Linked DNA regions of Sus scrofa: region 2 is linked to region 1. Evidence: chromatin contacts called from public promoter capture Hi-C data. All regions are on one chromosome and are shown on one strand. The core of a region is the stretch at or near the end of the contact, and the rest is flanking DNA. Distances in the headings are between cores, read along the strand shown. Region 1 holds the start of PTPN21 (tyrosine-protein phosphatase non-receptor type 21). Region 2 holds the start of EML5 (echinoderm microtubule-associated protein-like 5).

Evidence for each region. Promoter capture Hi-C pulls out the DNA fragments that hold promoters and counts their contacts.
Region 2: a contact with region 1 is called in a promoter capture Hi-C map of fetal liver, with 2.6 times the contacts expected there. The contact joins the promoter of EML5 here to the promoter of PTPN21 in region 1. A contact is called at or near these places in 1 of 5 promoter capture datasets (fetal liver) and 1 of 2 datasets of contacts at active chromatin or transcription factors (alveolar macrophages).

Annotation. Positions count from the first base shown.
Region 1 is chr7:110,451,541-110,455,967 of Sscrofa11.1, forward strand. It overlaps PTPN21 (tyrosine-protein phosphatase non-receptor type 21), which reads right to left and starts at 2,280. Exons shown (of 20, transcript XM_003356769.4): 1 at 2,199-2,280.
Region 2 is chr7:110,703,709-110,708,135 of Sscrofa11.1, forward strand. It overlaps EML5 (echinoderm microtubule-associated protein-like 5), which reads right to left and starts at 1,744. Exons shown (of 45, transcript XM_021099592.1): 1 at 1,098-1,744. The coding sequence starts at 1,294.

The DNA.
Region 1 (4,427 bases), core at 1,030-3,529:
TCTGGGTTTTGTTTGTTTTTGTTATTTGGGTTTTGATTTTTGAGCTCTAGTTATTCCTAGATAGGCAGAAAAATAAAAATTAAAAAAAAATAAAAGGAATAGAGAAAAAAGGCCAGAAAAAAAAAGTAAAACTAGCTAAAGCACTGTATTACTCATTAACAGCATTTGCTGAGTATCCTCGGAATGTAAAAGGTCCACACTAAAGGAGGAAATAGAAAATAAATATTATGAAAAGACATGGACTCCACTTAACAGTTTTTTTGTTTTTTGCATTTTTTAAAAAAATTAAAGTGTAGTTAATTTACAATGTTGTGCCAATATCCGCTTGTTTTCAATGATCTGTTCTATGTCAGGGTATAAACCAAATAGATATTTGAGGCAGAATGTTTAAAAAAAAAAGAAATTAGAACTTTAATAAACTTTCAACTAGAAAATTGCCTGATGAGCCCTGAGTGTTTGTATAGATTTTTTTTAATTATATACACTAAATACCTTTTCAAGAGATGAAATGGTGATTTTAAATTTTTCTTACAAATTATGGTAACTGGAAACAGAACAGATTAAGTTGTGTAGATGAAAGACAAGATATTGCAATATATGCAGAGGAAAGATGAGTATTTGACCTGGGGGTGTTCAGAACTGGAGAACTATGCCTTGTAGGCAGTAGATACTACACTATATAACTTAATCATTAACTTTAGTGTTGATGAAGCAAACAGTAAAACTTCCAGCTGTGCCTGAGATTTGAAATGTTTTACAGCATCAGGGATAAAGAAAAGGTAATGTTTCCTCTGTTTTATTCTGGTAGATGTTACAATGTAATTGAAAAAGCCAAAGGGAGGGTATGTCTGTGTGTGTATCAGATGCATTTTTCCCTAAGATCTATCAATAAAAATAGCTTGCTTTTTGATTATATAAAACCTGTGTTAAGATAATGTTCTGCTTAATAATTTAAAAAATTATCAACAACGTACTCAATTTTCAGCTATGCACAGTATTTGCTACCAAATGATGTCAAAGTTATGAGTAGAAATTTATGATGCTGTTTGCAGGGGGGGGGTCTGTTTCAATGTAAAATAATATGAATTAATTTGAAAGGTAGTTAGGTCTAGAATTATTAACTTACCTAACTACTAAAGTAAACGGAAAATTCATAATTAGCTTTTGAAGGAGAAAGTAAGATTGTTTTTACAAAAATCATTGTGTTATGTAATAAGAAAACAGGTACATATTAAATTCAAAGTTTTCAAAAGTCAGTCTGGGGTATTTGTGAATTCATTTTAATGTTTTCACATCCCCCTTCAAAAGTTTCTCAGATACACTTTAATTCTGAATCCTGTAATTTCCCCCTTTGTTGCTGAAGTCCTCAGGACATGTAATTTTGCCAACGACGCTTTAAAATAAAACAATCACTAAAAAGCATAATGATATTTTTAGAGTTAATATATAGATCTATAGCATTAAATCAAACGCATGTTTCTCCTGAAAAAAAGTTTATGCCTCGAGCTCAAGATTAAAATGTCCTAGCCATAAGACTATTATTTTCAGAGTAAAATTTCTATCACATCCCAAACTTAAAAAAAAAAATCTTTCAGCAACCATTAGGCATACAGCGGTTGTCACTTGGAGCACACGGAGTGTTGTGAACATGTTTCCGAGCACACGCTATTATTATAAGGCTCTCTCAGCAAAAAAGAAAATAAGACGAGCATGCCAAAAGCGGCCAATCTAATTAGGATCTGCAGAAATCACAGGTCAGAATTTGCAGCCCCAAGAATTCTTTCTTCCCGAGTAAACACTCTTTACTCCAAAAACAAAACAAGTCATCACCAGCGAACAGTCCTTCCCTACTTGCCAAAGTTATCTGGCAAACCGCACTTGATATTCCGAGAGGCACAAATATGCCTAAGACTTCTAAAACCCTAACCCAGAAATAAGCCGCTGCAATCAGCCAAGGAGTTCAGAAAAGAAGTTCAAGACCTCCTTTAGAAATTACTTAAGTAGATCAGGGAGAAGCTGGGAAAGGAAGACTTTTCTCTTTGTTAACGCTCGCTCCTGCCTTCGGTCTGGGAGCCGAGACTCATCCTCCAGGGCTTCGGGGCCAGCAGACGCGCTCCGGGGTCCCGGCTCCCGGACACACCCCAGCGCTCAGCCCGGCGCCCGCCCTCCGCCCGCTGGCCGGGGCCCCGCTCCCTCACCTGCTCCCGCTCCCGCATCCTCGGGGCCGCGCGCCCCGCTCAGCGGCCCGCCTCCCGGGGCCCCGCCGCGCGGCCGCCGCAGCCGCGCCCGCAAGCCAGCCCGCGCCGCGGCGCGCTCATGGGGCTCGCACGCCTCACTTCCTGTCTCCGCAAACTCGGCCCGCAGACCATTCCCCCGCGCAGAGTCCCGCGGCGGCCGCGGCAAGGGGAGAGGCCCGGAGGTGGGACCGGTCGGCCCGCGGCGCCGCACAAAGAAGCCAGGCGGGGGCCGGGGCGGCAGGAAGACGGGCGGACCGGCACGGGACGCGCGGCGGGAGCAGCGGAGCGGTCAGGGCCGGGCGTCCCTCCCCCTGGGTCGGGCGGGCGGATCTGGGGAGGCGGCGGCGGCCTGTGACCTCAGAGAGTTGGAATGCGGGCGGGGGAGGCGCGGACAGCTGCGCCCGGCCGCCGCGGAGGGGGCGCGCCGCTGCTTTTTTTAATCATATGACCACTTATTTTAAGAGTTGCCAAATAAAGCAACTTTATTTAGGCTTTTAATAAAAATGAGGGGAGGGGGATCTTAGTTCAGTGCCAGGTAAAGGATTTCATTCCCCTGTTGTCATCAGGTGGTCAGTAAAATGTTCTTTTTGCTGGAGTCGGTCGTTTACTCTTCTACATTTCTGAAAACAGTTCACATATTAGGTTTCTTCCACCCGCGCTTACGAATAAGGACAGACCCCATAAAAAAGGAAAGCACTGATTAGTGCAGGGTGGCAAATCCCCTCCCCCAAAATAAGGTGATACGCCTCAAATAACCTGTGGGTCTTCAGAAAGTGCTGTAAGCATAAGCAATACAAAGTAGCTCTCTTAGGGATGGGGAGCTCTGGGTTCAAGTTGTTTGGGTTCAAATCTCAGTGCCAACACTTACTACCTGGGTGACCTTGCGCGAATTTCCTAACCTTTCTATGCCCGTTCCTCGCCTATAAAATGGTAATAATAATAATCACTATCCAGTAAATTGTTTAAAATATATGTGAAGGGTTTCGTTTCATTCTAGGCCCTTTAGCAATTTTATTATTACATGGTATTATCACACCATATTATTATTATTACTGCATTGCAGCACTTAAGCCAAGGAATAAAAGTGTGTGGCCTTAACACCAGAGTAGGGTGTTCCATCTTTCCTTGGCATGTGGTTTGAGTGAGGAACTTTAATTATTTAAATTTATGATTTTTTTAATGTTTTGGTAGTTCTGGAAAGCTGTCTTATCTTGCATTCCATTTAGATCTCATTTTCTTCAACAGTTAACAGACCCTATGGAGTACATACCCATGATCCCTGCACATAAAGGACTTCTGGTCTAGTGGGTGATAAACCTACACACCGCACATATACAGGACAAACAAGGCCTAAGTGGAGGCACTATCCTAGAGGTATGAGTACTATGGGAGAACAAACCCCAGGCAAGACTCAGGTTGGATAACAGAGCTCAAGGCAAATAAGATTACATGCGTTTCAGAGTTCCTGCTGCTGTGGTGCAGTGGGTTAAGAGTCTGACTACAGGAGTTCGTGCTGTGGCTCAATGGGTTAAGGACCCGAATGTTGACTATCTGAGGATGCAGGTGGGATCCCTGGCATCGCTCAGCTCAGCGAGTTAAGGATCTGGTGTAGGCCACAGCTGCAGCTCCAATTCTACTCAGCCCCAGAACTTCCATACGCTGCAGGTGCGGGCCATAGAAAGAAAAGAAAAAAAAAAAAAAGAAAAAACCAACTGCAGTGGCTTGGGTCACTGTGGAGGCTCAGGTTCAATCCCCAGCCCAGCACAGTAGGTTAAAGGATCCATGTTGCCGCAGTTGTGTGGCCCAGGAATTTCTATGTGCTGTGGGTGTGGCCATTGAGGGGGAAAAAAAAGATTATATATGTTTCTAAGTAGAAATAATTCTGCTTATAATTGCTATTTCACCCAGACACTATGACGGGATCAATTTGTGTGCAAGGAAAGAAAAGAGAAAATGAGTCACTTCTGGTCTCCCAAACTAGAAAAACTGAATTATGTGTGAATCTTCCCCTCTCTATCTGCAGCCTATTATCAAGAGCTGATACTCCCTCCTTTGAAATGTCTCACCAGTTTTCTTTCCTCTTTGTTCCTGAACACCTCCCACCACCACCATTGTAATCCAAACCTTCGTCCTCATCATTTTGAATCTGGATTATTGCAACAAGGGTGGTGTCTTTGCCTCTGCTTTCCA
Region 2 (4,427 bases), core at 494-2,993, 250 kb after region 1:
AGCACAATTTAAATCCTGTGAAATATAGATATAAGGATAAAACTGAGTAATCAAATCCAATCACAGAAATTTAAACAACCAAAAAAACAAAACAAAACCAGAAGTGCACACACAGTCTCAAAATGTTTTAAAATACATTCTCCTTCTGTCAATGACAAATATTCTGTGCTTGAGGCAATAATCAATGGCCTGGAATCATTTCTGAAGCTTTTAACTTTATTTGCCAAAAAAGTTCTGCAGAGGCACTGATTGAAAAATTACATTTCAAACATACCGCTCACTACCGAAATGTAAACAAGCAGTGGCACCAACTTTAAGATACCGCTCAAATACGAATTAAAATGGAAAAATAATACTGTGACTTAAGTAAAAAAAAAAATACAAAAATAAGCTTATTTAGCAGTGCTTTATTGAAGAGGAAACAAGAGAATTGGGAATCAATTATTTTAGTACCTTCCTCGAATCAAACCCAGCCCAAACCTACCTAAATTGCTTTTAGGTGTGCAAATTTAAAAGTCCAATGAATTGCCTGAAGGTTGCCAGGGTTTCTTTTTTATCTGCTGATAATAGCAGGCAGTGAAACCCGAACTAACGATTACAGCCAAGAGAGGAGTGCCCTGCAGGATGCCACCCTGAGCGCGCTCCCCAGGACCAGCCTACAGCTTACGGTACTTTTATCAGTTCTTTACTAGGTGCAGGACCTCCCCCTGGCGCGTTAAGAATTCGTTTAATAGGAAACCTCCGATGGGATTTTAAAAAGTGAAATGTTACCAACACACTCTTTTTGCTGTTTCCATAAATCTGATGGAGGGAGAAGGGTACAAGCCAGAAAAGCGAGCACCCGGCACATCCGAGATCTTGGTGTCACCGCACCAACCCGAGAGAGAGACAGACAGAGAGAGAGACTCTAGAACACGAAGACGGAGAAAGGGTTTTATCCGGTGTTAATAGAGAGGATTCGGGACCAGATGGTTGTGGTTTCTCTCCCGGGGGGCTGTGCCCCGCAAGAGCGGTTCGTGGGCACCTAGAAGGACCAGCAGGCGCAAACTCTGCGCGCGGGTCGCAGGGGGACAGCGGTCACCCCCGGCCCTCCGTACCTGATGATGTCGTCGCTGTGGCCCCGGTAGAACTTCTGCCGGTGCTCCCGCGGGCTGTACACCACGCCGACGCCCGCCACGAAGTACACGATCTCCTTGGCCGCCGTGTAGTAGAGGTTGTTGCGGCACTGGTGGCCCCGGTAGCCGTACACCCACTCGAGCCGCAGGTGGCAGCTCGGGGCGCTCCGGGCCGCCATGTCGGGGCGCCCACCTCGCCGCTCCGCTCGGGCCCGCGGTGGGAGGCGGGAAGCGGGAGGCGGCGGCGGCCGGGCGAAGCAAGCCCTCCCCCGGGCGGCTGGGACTCGCCGCCTGCCGCGTCCTCTAAGCCGCGCCTGGCAGGTGCATGTCGCGTCTCCCGGCCGCCGCCGGCGCCGCCTCAGCCCACGGGCGGGAGGAAAACCCTCGCCTCGCAGAACATGCTGAGGGCCGCGGACGCCGCCGGCTGACAAGGGGCTGCCGCGCGCTCTTCGCCCGCCTCAGCTCGCCTCCTTTCCTCAGCCCGCAGTGCCCAAGCCGGGAGCCTAGCCAAGCGAGGGCCCGCCTCCCACCTCCACTCCTCAGCCGCCGCCAGCGCACCCGGCTCCTCGGCCGGGTCACCTGCGGCGTCCGCGTCGCGCGGCGGCCTCGTCCCACAGCGCGGCGCGCGCGCCCGCGCGCCCAGGAAAGCGGCGAGCGCGCGCCCTCGCGCGGCCCCGCCCCCTCGCCGCCGTTGCCGCCGCCGCCCACGCTCGTCCCTCCTCCCCGCCTCCCAGCCGCCCAGGAGCACCCAGGCTCTCGCAGCTCCCGGGCACCACCGCTGGAGCTCTCCGTTGATGTCTAGTCCCGCTACCTCGGTCAGGACTAACGACCCCAGCCGCCCTATGTTCCGTCCTCGCGGGGCACTGAGCGCTCACGGAGCTGCCCAGGCTCGGGCAGACTCTCAGCTACCCGGATCCCCTGCTGCTGGGAGTTCTCGCCGGAAGGCCCCTGCACCCGATTTAGGGTACGCTTATTATGCACGGAAGAATCAGGATGTTAACCTCTTTTTTTCCCCCTCCTTAATACTGTGTGTGTGTGTTTCCTGACTGCTTCATAGTACTCAGGATAGTAGACACTGAGTGGGGATAAAACCTAACTTCTGAGGTGCACACTTGCTTATTTGTTTGCCCTCAAAGCTAAAGGTAGAATTTAGATAGTAAAATGACATCAGATCCTATTTCTTAATAACAATGGCACCTGAATTTATTTCTTTTAATTACTATTTTGAACACCATTAAACTTTTTTTTTTTTTGTCTTTTTAGGACCGCATCCATATGGAAGTTCCCAGGTTAGGGGTTGAATCTGAGCTGTAGCTTCTGGCCTATGCCACAGTCACAGCAAAGTGGGATCCAGGCTGCCTCTGTGACCTATACCACAGCTCAGGATGGATTCTTAACCCACTGAGCAAGACCAGAGCTCGAACCTGCATCCTCATGGATGCTAGTTGAGTTCCTTACTGCTGAGCTACAGCGGGAACTCCGTGAACACCAGTAAACGCTTGATACTTCTTGCATTGTAGGGATGTTGGAATAAGATAGCTTGAGTCTTATGATCCTGGGAATGGGCCTGTAAACGCATGTACTGGGAGCAATGAATTCCTCTGTCAGTTCCCCTCCTACTGTATAGTAAGTGCCCCCATTCTCACAGGAATATGGCCACGATTCACCAAAACCTGTAAAAATAATTTGAAATCTGTATTATAAAAAGTTTTAAGTGCAGAATGATGGCCATAAGGTGTACTACAAGAAATACTAACTTATGAAATACTAATATGAATTTTCTTTGTCCAAAAAAAATCACTGTTTTGATTTCCCTGTGAAGTTCCAGAACTTGTAAATATGACAAAAGCTAGAATAAACTAACATCCTTTTAAGAAACATGATTCCACAGAGATGAGGTTTCCTAGGTGGTACTCATACCTTGGAATGGATGTTACTCACTCTCTATACTTTCTCGAAGATGTAAATTACCAACTTGACACAAGAGGATACCTCTTCAGTTTAGGTTATGACTTCTAGTCTACATGCAGAGAAGAAGGTTCATCTCAGAGGAGAGAATTTGCTTAAATGTCATGAAAAATAAACTGCGAAGGAGTGTGCAGATTTGGAGAACTCCACCAGGAAGGCTGAAAATAGAAATTGCATCCAGTGTAATCATAACAATCATCTAACAGAGTGGTGAGGAGCTATGATGTAGAAAATACAGTAGGAACTTCATGAAAGTTCTGATCATTCAGAAATTTTTATTTCATAATAATCATGTGAGTGATGAGAAACTATGATATAGGAAAAACTACGATATAGAAACTTCATAAGCATTCGTAAATTTGTGTTTATTATTTTTACATTTATTATTTTTGTTATCCCGGAGTGATTAGCTATAAAACTATTGATGGAAATAATCAACAAACCAATTTATAATAGAAACAGAAAAGAATTTTATTTGAACTAAACTGAGGACTATAGCCTAAGGTACACAGAATCAAGAGGCACTTGAATTGTGTTCTGCCAGATTACAAAATGGGGGAGGCTTATAAAGGCAAAAACTGCAAAATTATATAAATTGTTTGTCAAGAATTACGATTGGAGCTGGCAAGAAGTAAGGGTGCTTGTTAAGCAAGGATTGATCGGTGTCCAAAATTGTTGCATAATTACAAGGGGAGACCATGAGACCATAAGGTTGCAGCTGGCAGCTGCTAGCAGATTTGTTTTGAGAATGGTTGGTGGTGCCCTTGAGACTGATACAGTTCATAAAACTGAAGTTCTCAGAGATACAGGAACATACCTGAAATCACATCCACAATGACCCACCTAGTTCCATTTTGGATGCCTAAACCATAGTTTCTCCATTTTGATTTTTTTTTTTTTTTCGCTCTTTTGTCTTTTTAGGGCTGCACCTGCTGCATATGGAGGTTTCCAGGCTAGGGGTCTAATTGGAGCTATAGACGCTGGCCTATGCCAGAGCCACAGCAACACCAGATCCAAGCTGCATCTGTGACCTACACCACAGCTCATGGCCATGCCGGATCCTTCACCCACTGAGTGGGGCCAGGGATGGAACCCACAACCTCATGGTTCCTAGTTGAATTCGTTTCTGCTGCACCAGGACGGGAACTCCCCCATTTTTGATCCTTTTCTTCAATGGTTAAAGCAGATGTAAAATGCATGTTCAATAGGCCACAAAACAGGCTGTTCTACTTAGCATAAGGTTTCAGTTAAATCATGTATGAGTCGGAATGACTTTCTCCTAGCTCTGAATATGAAAATTCTTTCCATCAAAACTCTTGCAACAAGGGCAGCCAAAAATTAGAA